Linked DNA regions of Mus musculus: region 2 is linked to region 1. A link is a contact called in public HiChIP or PLAC-seq data. All regions are on one chromosome and are shown on one strand. The core of a region is the stretch at or near the end of the contact, and the rest is flanking DNA. Distances in the headings are between cores, read along the strand shown.

Region 1 (3,598 bases), core at 729-3,228:
GCAGCCCAAGACAGTCATGAGTCTGAGCCTGCCATCAGATGGCACAGGTGACTCGAGCCCAGGCTCAGGTAAGAGGACCCCTTCTCTCTCAGTCAAGGCCAGCCCGCGCAGGGGCAGCCGGGTCAGCGAGTTCCTGAAGGAGCTCAGTGTGACAGCAGCTGCTGCTCAGGTGGGCCTCACACCTGGAGAGAAGAAGAAACAGCTGGGTGCAGACTCCAAGCTGCATCTGAAACAGTCCAAGCGAGTGAGGGATGTGGTGTGGGATGACCAGGGCATGACCTGGGAGGTGTATGGTGCTTCCTTGGACCCAGAGTCCCTGGGAGTTGCCATCCAGAACCATTTACAAAGACAAATTAGGGAACATGAGAAGATAGTTAAAACACAAAGTGGCCAGACTCGAAGATCAATTTCCTCAGATTCTTCTTCAAGTAAGAAGCTTAAAGGGAGACAACATGGTGTTCTGCAGTCCATGCTGCAAAACTTCCGGCGCCCCAACTGCTGTGTCCGCCCTGCTCCGTCCTCTGTGCTGGACTAAAAGGGAACTGCACTAGTGTACGAGCTGTGGTATTCCTTGTGTCTATTTGTGTCAAAGCTTAGACGTTTGGATTTCTGTTTTGTTTTAGGTTTGTTGTCGTTGTTTTCTGAGAGACCTAGGAGTAAACGCAACTATTAGATTTAAAAATTAGCTATTAGGAATTGTTGGGTTTTCCACAAATAAAATGCTGTTTCCCACTGATAGAATACAAGAGTGAAGCAAAGCTTACAGCTTGCACGAGTTCAGAAGAAATGATCGTCACTGTGGTTTTTAAGGACATTATTTATACACAGAAGTCATTCGGTATTTTCACCTCAGTCTATCACAGGATGGTATTTCCACTAAAATAGCTGCTTTACACTAAAACTAGCAAAAACAACTACTAACAACACTGTGGTAATTTCTGGTATTACTGAGGTAAGAATGCTAGTACCACAAAATGTTGCAAGTACCACAAGAGGATGCTAGAACCACAAATGTTTAAGTAGCTTTTAAGAACCTTAATGTGAAAACTTGAAAAACAAATGTATGTTATCCCAGGGACAAATAAGATAAAATGAAAATATTCAAAAATGTATAAAAAAAACAAATATGAACTGGCTATAGACATCTAAAGCTAACCCTTTTTATGTGAACAAGTTCTTGTTAGAAAAGTTACCTATACCTCCAGATATGAATACTGCCTATACTAAACATGAATTTATATGTACACATTTTCCTGCATTAAATGCAAAGCGCATCCCTGTGCTTTGGACCACATTAAAATGGTATTTTCTTACACTAGAGGAAGTGTATGTGACTAGAGTCATGAGACTAAGGAGGATAGTTAAATTTTGTATTGTAAGTGTGTCCTCTGCTAACAGGTTCTGATTGCTTAAATGTACAACCTAGATTGCTTCAGATTTATCACTTTTAAGAGACATGCTGTTACACTTCAGAGGTCTTCATGAAATCAGTTTGAACTTTGGGTGGCCATCTTCCCTCACTGGTTTCTCCAGGAATGGCATGCATGGGAACATCCTTGACTCACTGAGTTGGGGTGGCAGCAGCAGCTTGTGCACTGGGGTAGGATGAAGAAGGAGCATGGTGAAGGTTTAGGGCAGGCCTTCCTCCCAACCTTCATCGTCTACACAAAGCTAATCTGAAGGTTGCAGTTAACACTTCAGACTTAGATGTGGAAGGAAGAGCAATAACCTTTGCTAAAATCACTCCTGATGAGCTAGAAAACAGGACCTGCCGTGTATCTTATTTTTACTTTAGAGACTCAAATATCAGTGGTACAGCCACATATCTGTTTTGTTTTTCTTTCAGTTTATTTCTATTTTGTAGATTAAAAACATAAAAATTATACCTGTGCTCCGAATCCTGAGCTACATTGCATTTGATTTCTACAAGAGCAATTTAACTGAGTATGTAGCTGCATAAGTAGGCCACGGTGACAGCACCCTTCCAGTTGGAGAATGATAATTACAGTGTTATACTTGGAACTTATAATGAATTTCTTAATAAGGCACATTTTCAGCTTCTTACTAATTGGCTTCTATTAAGGATGCTTTATAAAGTAGGAATTACTGTCAAATTACCAATCAAATTGCTATATTAATGATTAGAGATTTAGAATAAAACTCTCCCTTTTACTGTAAGTAGTTATTTGCCTCACACACCTTTGCCAGGATTTTTTTCTGCCTCCTAACTTACACACACCCAGGCCTTCTGTCACATGTCAGCACTCATACCATGTATACACAAGCACACAGGAGCAGCTGTCCACAGGGTCCACTCCAGATGGTGCGCCCTAGGAATCCTTAGTCAAAAAGTGCTACAACGGGCTATTCCTACGGTCAAATAGGAGAGAAAAGATAATTCTAATCAGCAATAATGTTTGCAGATTTAAAGTAAACATGCAATACTTAGATTGTTTAGCTTGAGAGACTTGTAGGCATCTTTCCCAAATTCAGTAAATCAAAACTGCTCATTTTGGTATGGTGCCTCTCAAAGGAAAACCTTAAGAAGAAATATTTGATTAGTAAATTTGGTTTTCTTTGATATGAGAACTAAACTCTTCATTTGGACAGAGACTCTAGAAACATCACAAAATGGCACAAATAGATTTTTGCTTTTTCCTTTTGCATCCTACAAAATTGAGAGGTTTGAGAACAATCCGTGGAAATTGCTTCTCCAAATGGATACATTAAGCTGCAAATCTTCTCAGGTGTTCATATGGTACCTATCCATAGATACTCACATAGTAAAACCCTATTTAATTTTTTTTCTTTTTCCATAAGTCCATGACACATAGTCCAGCCTTCAGGATATCACTGAGGCCTCCTGTCTTCTTCATCCAGGTAGGCACACAATGGCTTTCCTGAAAGGCTCTGTCTGCCAAGATAGATCGATATCACTCTATCACTGTTCTTGCTTTATCTGTGTGACATACACTAGTTTAAGAGTTATTTATGTCTATCATTAATTTTTTCTTTCTTTTAAAAACTTTTTATGGATTCTTTGTGATTTTCACATCATGTACCCCAGTTCCACCACTTATCTTCCTCTCCTCTCATAACTGCCATCTACCCTTGCCACCTCCCCTGAAAACAAACACACAAACAAACAGAAATAAAACAAAACATAAAAACCTTTTCATCATGGAAGCTGTAGTACATCACAATATGTCCCACAGTATATCTCTCTGTACACACATCGTTGCTTGCAAATGTTTATTGCAATGTATCATTGGTCTGGTTCAAGTTCTCTGGCTTCTGTAATACTATCAATATTGGCTCTTCACTGGGACTCCTCCTGGTTATCCTATTGTTGCCCTGTGTCATAGAGATCATCCAGTTTGGATCAGCAGGACCTGCGCTTTTACACACCCCAAAAGTTCATAGATGATGTAGAGCTCAGATATCACTGAGGCCCAGATCTTGGGCTTTGACTTGACCTACTCCAAAATACTATAACATTAATTTCTTTCACATGTCATTTGTACCTTCCTAATACATTTTAGATCTTGAAATATAGGTAGTAAATTTTTTATTAAAGAAATAAGTAGATAATATTTCT
Region 2 (3,300 bases), core at 129-2,628, 75 kb before region 1:
CCTAATATAGGGAGTCTCAAACACTAATTAGACTTAGGTACACTCACTCATGTGGTCTGCTGGGCTGTAGTCCCTAGGACTCCAAACTGCCACTTCCTTCCACACAAAGTCATCTTGTTCTGTTTACAAATCAGTATGAGCCCTTACTTTGAGCTCTTTGGTTAAGAGGCAAAGAACCTGGAAACAGCTCTTACACTCCAGCCGCTCCTCTGAGAAAGCTATTTCAGGGATGACCTAGGGCTACTGGCAACCTTTTCATTTCTTTCTTCCTTCAACCAAAGGGAACCTTGAGAACTGCTTCCCACTTCTTTGCTAAAGAGAGAATATATAACTTCTGAAAATCTGTCTTAATCCACCTTTAGGAAGTAGCTACAACCAACACCAAAGAAACATATTTAAACTCCCTGGCCTAAGGACTGAGACTGTTCAGCACGACCTGGGTGGGAATCTGTTAAAAACAAACAAGCAAGCAAACAAACAAACAAAAACTCTGATCCTTGGGCTCTGATACAAACATCATCTCAACAGAATCCCTAGGTAAGCCCTGAGTTGTAGCTGAAAGATGATATCTCTGAGAGGTTTGAATGCCAGCCAGGCTGCTTACTACCCCACTCTCAAGCAGTTTCTAAAAAAAAGGAGTAACACCCCCTTAATAAGTAGTTGTGTGAATTATAGCTGCAATTTTTGCAAACAAATACTCAGTTATAATAGTTCTTGTGGTGTTGTTTAGCACCATCTACAGCAGCTCAGTAGACTTCACAGTGTTGCAGCAGCAGCTCAAAGGGGCTGTCTCCAAAGCCATCTACACTCTTGGAGTTAGTAATGCAGGAGAGGGACCGGAACATTTTGCAGTGACAACTCTAAATACTTAATACATTGTCCATTTCACAACATAGTAAACGCCTGTTGTCTGCTTGCTTTCATATCATTGCACAAGACTTTGTGAGGAGCCACCTACTCTATACAGAGACAGAGTGAATAGTGAATTGCTAGAGGGAGTGAGGGCCAGACTTCCTGCTGAGTCTCTCTGGGTCCCCAGCCCTTTTCCCTAATCTCCATCTTAACTTTCCATCTGTCACTGGTTCCCTTGCACCAGAGGCACAGTCAGCCAGTCCCCTAAGCTCCCCCAGGGCGCTAGGCTCCCTGAGCTGTGGGCCTCGAGGGCTGGCTGGGTAGGAGCTCGCAGGGAGGCTGCTGCCTGTCTGGGTGCAGGCGGGACTCAGCCACTGGGGCCTGGTCACAGCGGAGGGGCGCGCCTAGCTGGCGTGGATCTGCCCGCACGTGAACTCCACCTCCTTGCTGGCTCACCGCCCAGCGTAGAAGCTGCTGGTCTCCGCCCCGCTGCAGCGCCGCCTCAGCTCTTGGCATAGTAATCTCAGTTCCTGATCGCGCAGAGCTGGCTCCTGGCTGCAGGGGACTGCTCAAGTCACCCAGCAGCAGTGTGGCAGAGCCAGGGCTGGGAATCGACTAGAAGCCCAGCACCGCGCAGACAGCGGCCCAGCGGGGGACACCCCACCGGAGCAGGTAAGCCCGGAAAGGAGCCGCCCCCGCGGCCACCTGGCCCAGTGGCCAGCCTTGGAGACCGGAGCCTGGCAATGTCCCTGTGCTGGTGAAGGAGGAATTAGGTCCCACATTTGTTCGTGGATCTTTTGCCTGTTGCTTATGGTCCCCAGCCGCTGCTGCCACCCTGCTCCTCAGGAGGGGCTGTGCGCCCTGCAGGTGATGTATATCTCTGCAAGGTTATTACTCCCTTAAGCTCTGACCCAAAGGTAAAAAGAAAAAAAAGAGAAGCCGCTTGCTGCTTCTGAGCTAGAAATCCTAATCAGTAAGATATGCACACAACGAATACTCGAAGAAGGGTGTGTGTGTGTGATTGCCTTCTTTATTATTTTCCTATGATTATTTGCTGTAAGGTAAAAACTTAGTCGTATTCAATATGCTCGATTATATGTGTGTATGTGTGTGTATTTATTAATACATTTGCATGTATATTTCTTCATGAGGTCGGAAGGGAGAGACGAGGAAGGTCGACTGAGGATGATAAAGGGAAGTCATTGTAGAGCATGTTCAGTGTCTAGAGGTGAACTTTGGAACCACATTCAATCATGGTAGCAAGTAGAAGTGGTAAACCTGTCTCCGGGTACATTATGACAAAGGCCTGACATGTTCTTCTAGTACACAGCAACAGGGAAGTGGAAAGAGGAGTCTTAGACACTGGAAAGTAGATTGAGGTGGAGGAAAGGCAGCCTAGGCACATCAGAGTTCAAGGGCTTTTGAAGGGGTGTTAAGCGAGGTCACTGGTTGCATGTAGGCAGTTCAAGGTTGGGATGATGTGAGAGCAGCTGAGTAGGTGGGGGAAAGGCAAAAGCCTAGAGGGGTTGGGAAAGAAAGGAGCTTTAGCTAGCCATCCAGCTGGGAACCACCTTTCTGAAGGTGTTTGCTGCCTTCCTTCCGTTTTCACAACAGTTTTGTTCGAGATCCGTAGGTCCATGTTTTCATTTTATTTATTTATATTTTTTTCATGGAATCTGGGTCATGACAGGACTGGAAGAAACTGAAGTGTTTACACCACCAGAAAGATTTGGAGAGAGAGTGATTAAGGCTTAGCTTCATGAAATATTTACACAGCTCTTGCGTGGGCTTTTGTTTGCTCTTGTTGGCACTTCTGCATATTTTACCTTGATAATGCTTTGAGCATACCTCTCCTGAATGAGCCTATTTTTTTCGTTATAAACTATTCTTTTCTTCCCATGGTGTTCACCATAGGCCTGCCCTGAGAAACAGTGGTGGGAATAGAGATAATGAGTCACAGGGCAAAGAAGTCTTCTCTATTGCTCTCCTCCAATGGACAGAGTATTCATAGATAATGTTCTCTGACAAAGAGTCACAGAGAATGTGTTTGGTTTCGGTCGAGTCTGTGTGCCCCATGGGTGTGTGCATGTGTTTAGTGGAACAACTGTATTGATTGTAAACAGGAAAACAACGTATCAATCATCACTCCTATCACCAGACAGGATGTTCAGTCATTAAAAGGAGTTCCAGAAACATACCAGGGACTCAAGGAGACACAGCAAATGAGGATCTGCTGTGATGTGCCAAGACCTAATCACCAAGTACTGTTGTGGACATGGCATGGCACAACATGGCACCCTCACAGGATAGAGGGCTGAGGAACTAACTGAATCAGGTCAACTGTGGTTGGAGAGGAAGTGAGCTTCCAACAGGATGCACTAAAATTTCAGTGATTGGTTGTCTCAAAAGACTTTCCCAGCATAATTATTGGTTCCTCTAAAATTTTCT

What was found. HiChIP or PLAC-seq counts read pairs in DNA pulled down with a chosen protein or histone mark.
Region 2: a BATF HiChIP or PLAC-seq map of CD8 T cells shows a contact between it and region 1, with 14 read pairs. The contact joins the promoter of Gprin3 here to the enhancer-like site in region 1. A contact is called at or near these places in 5 of 39 promoter capture datasets (the 3T3-L1 cell line, 3T3-L1-derived adipocytes, liver and 1 more), 1 of 15 datasets of contacts at CTCF or cohesin (CD8 T cells), 16 of 484 Hi-C or Micro-C datasets (CD8 T cells, CD8 central memory T cells, Th1 cells and 7 more), 7 of 115 datasets of contacts at active chromatin or transcription factors (CD8 T cells, effector CD8 T cells, embryonic stem cells and 3 more) and 2 of 9 other capture datasets (embryonic stem cells and pancreatic islet).

What each region holds. Positions count from the first base shown.
Region 1 is chr6:59,349,966-59,353,563 of GRCm38.p6, reverse strand. Gprin3 (GPRIN family member 3) reads left to right here. Exons shown (of 2, transcript NM_183183.3): 2 at 1-1,103. The coding sequence ends at 535. Among named protein-coding and RNA genes, the nearest start is that of Gprin3, 75 kb to the left of the region's middle. Within about 2 kb of position 1,978, at least 9 of the 459 cell types and tissues checked have an H3K27ac peak or open chromatin away from gene starts, as enhancers often do. A contact at or near this core is called in CD8 T cells and cerebellar granule neurons, where this site is marked.
Region 2 is chr6:59,424,384-59,427,683 of GRCm38.p6, reverse strand. It overlaps Gprin3 (GPRIN family member 3), which reads left to right and starts at 1,378. Exons shown (of 2, transcript NM_183183.3): 1 at 1,378-1,524.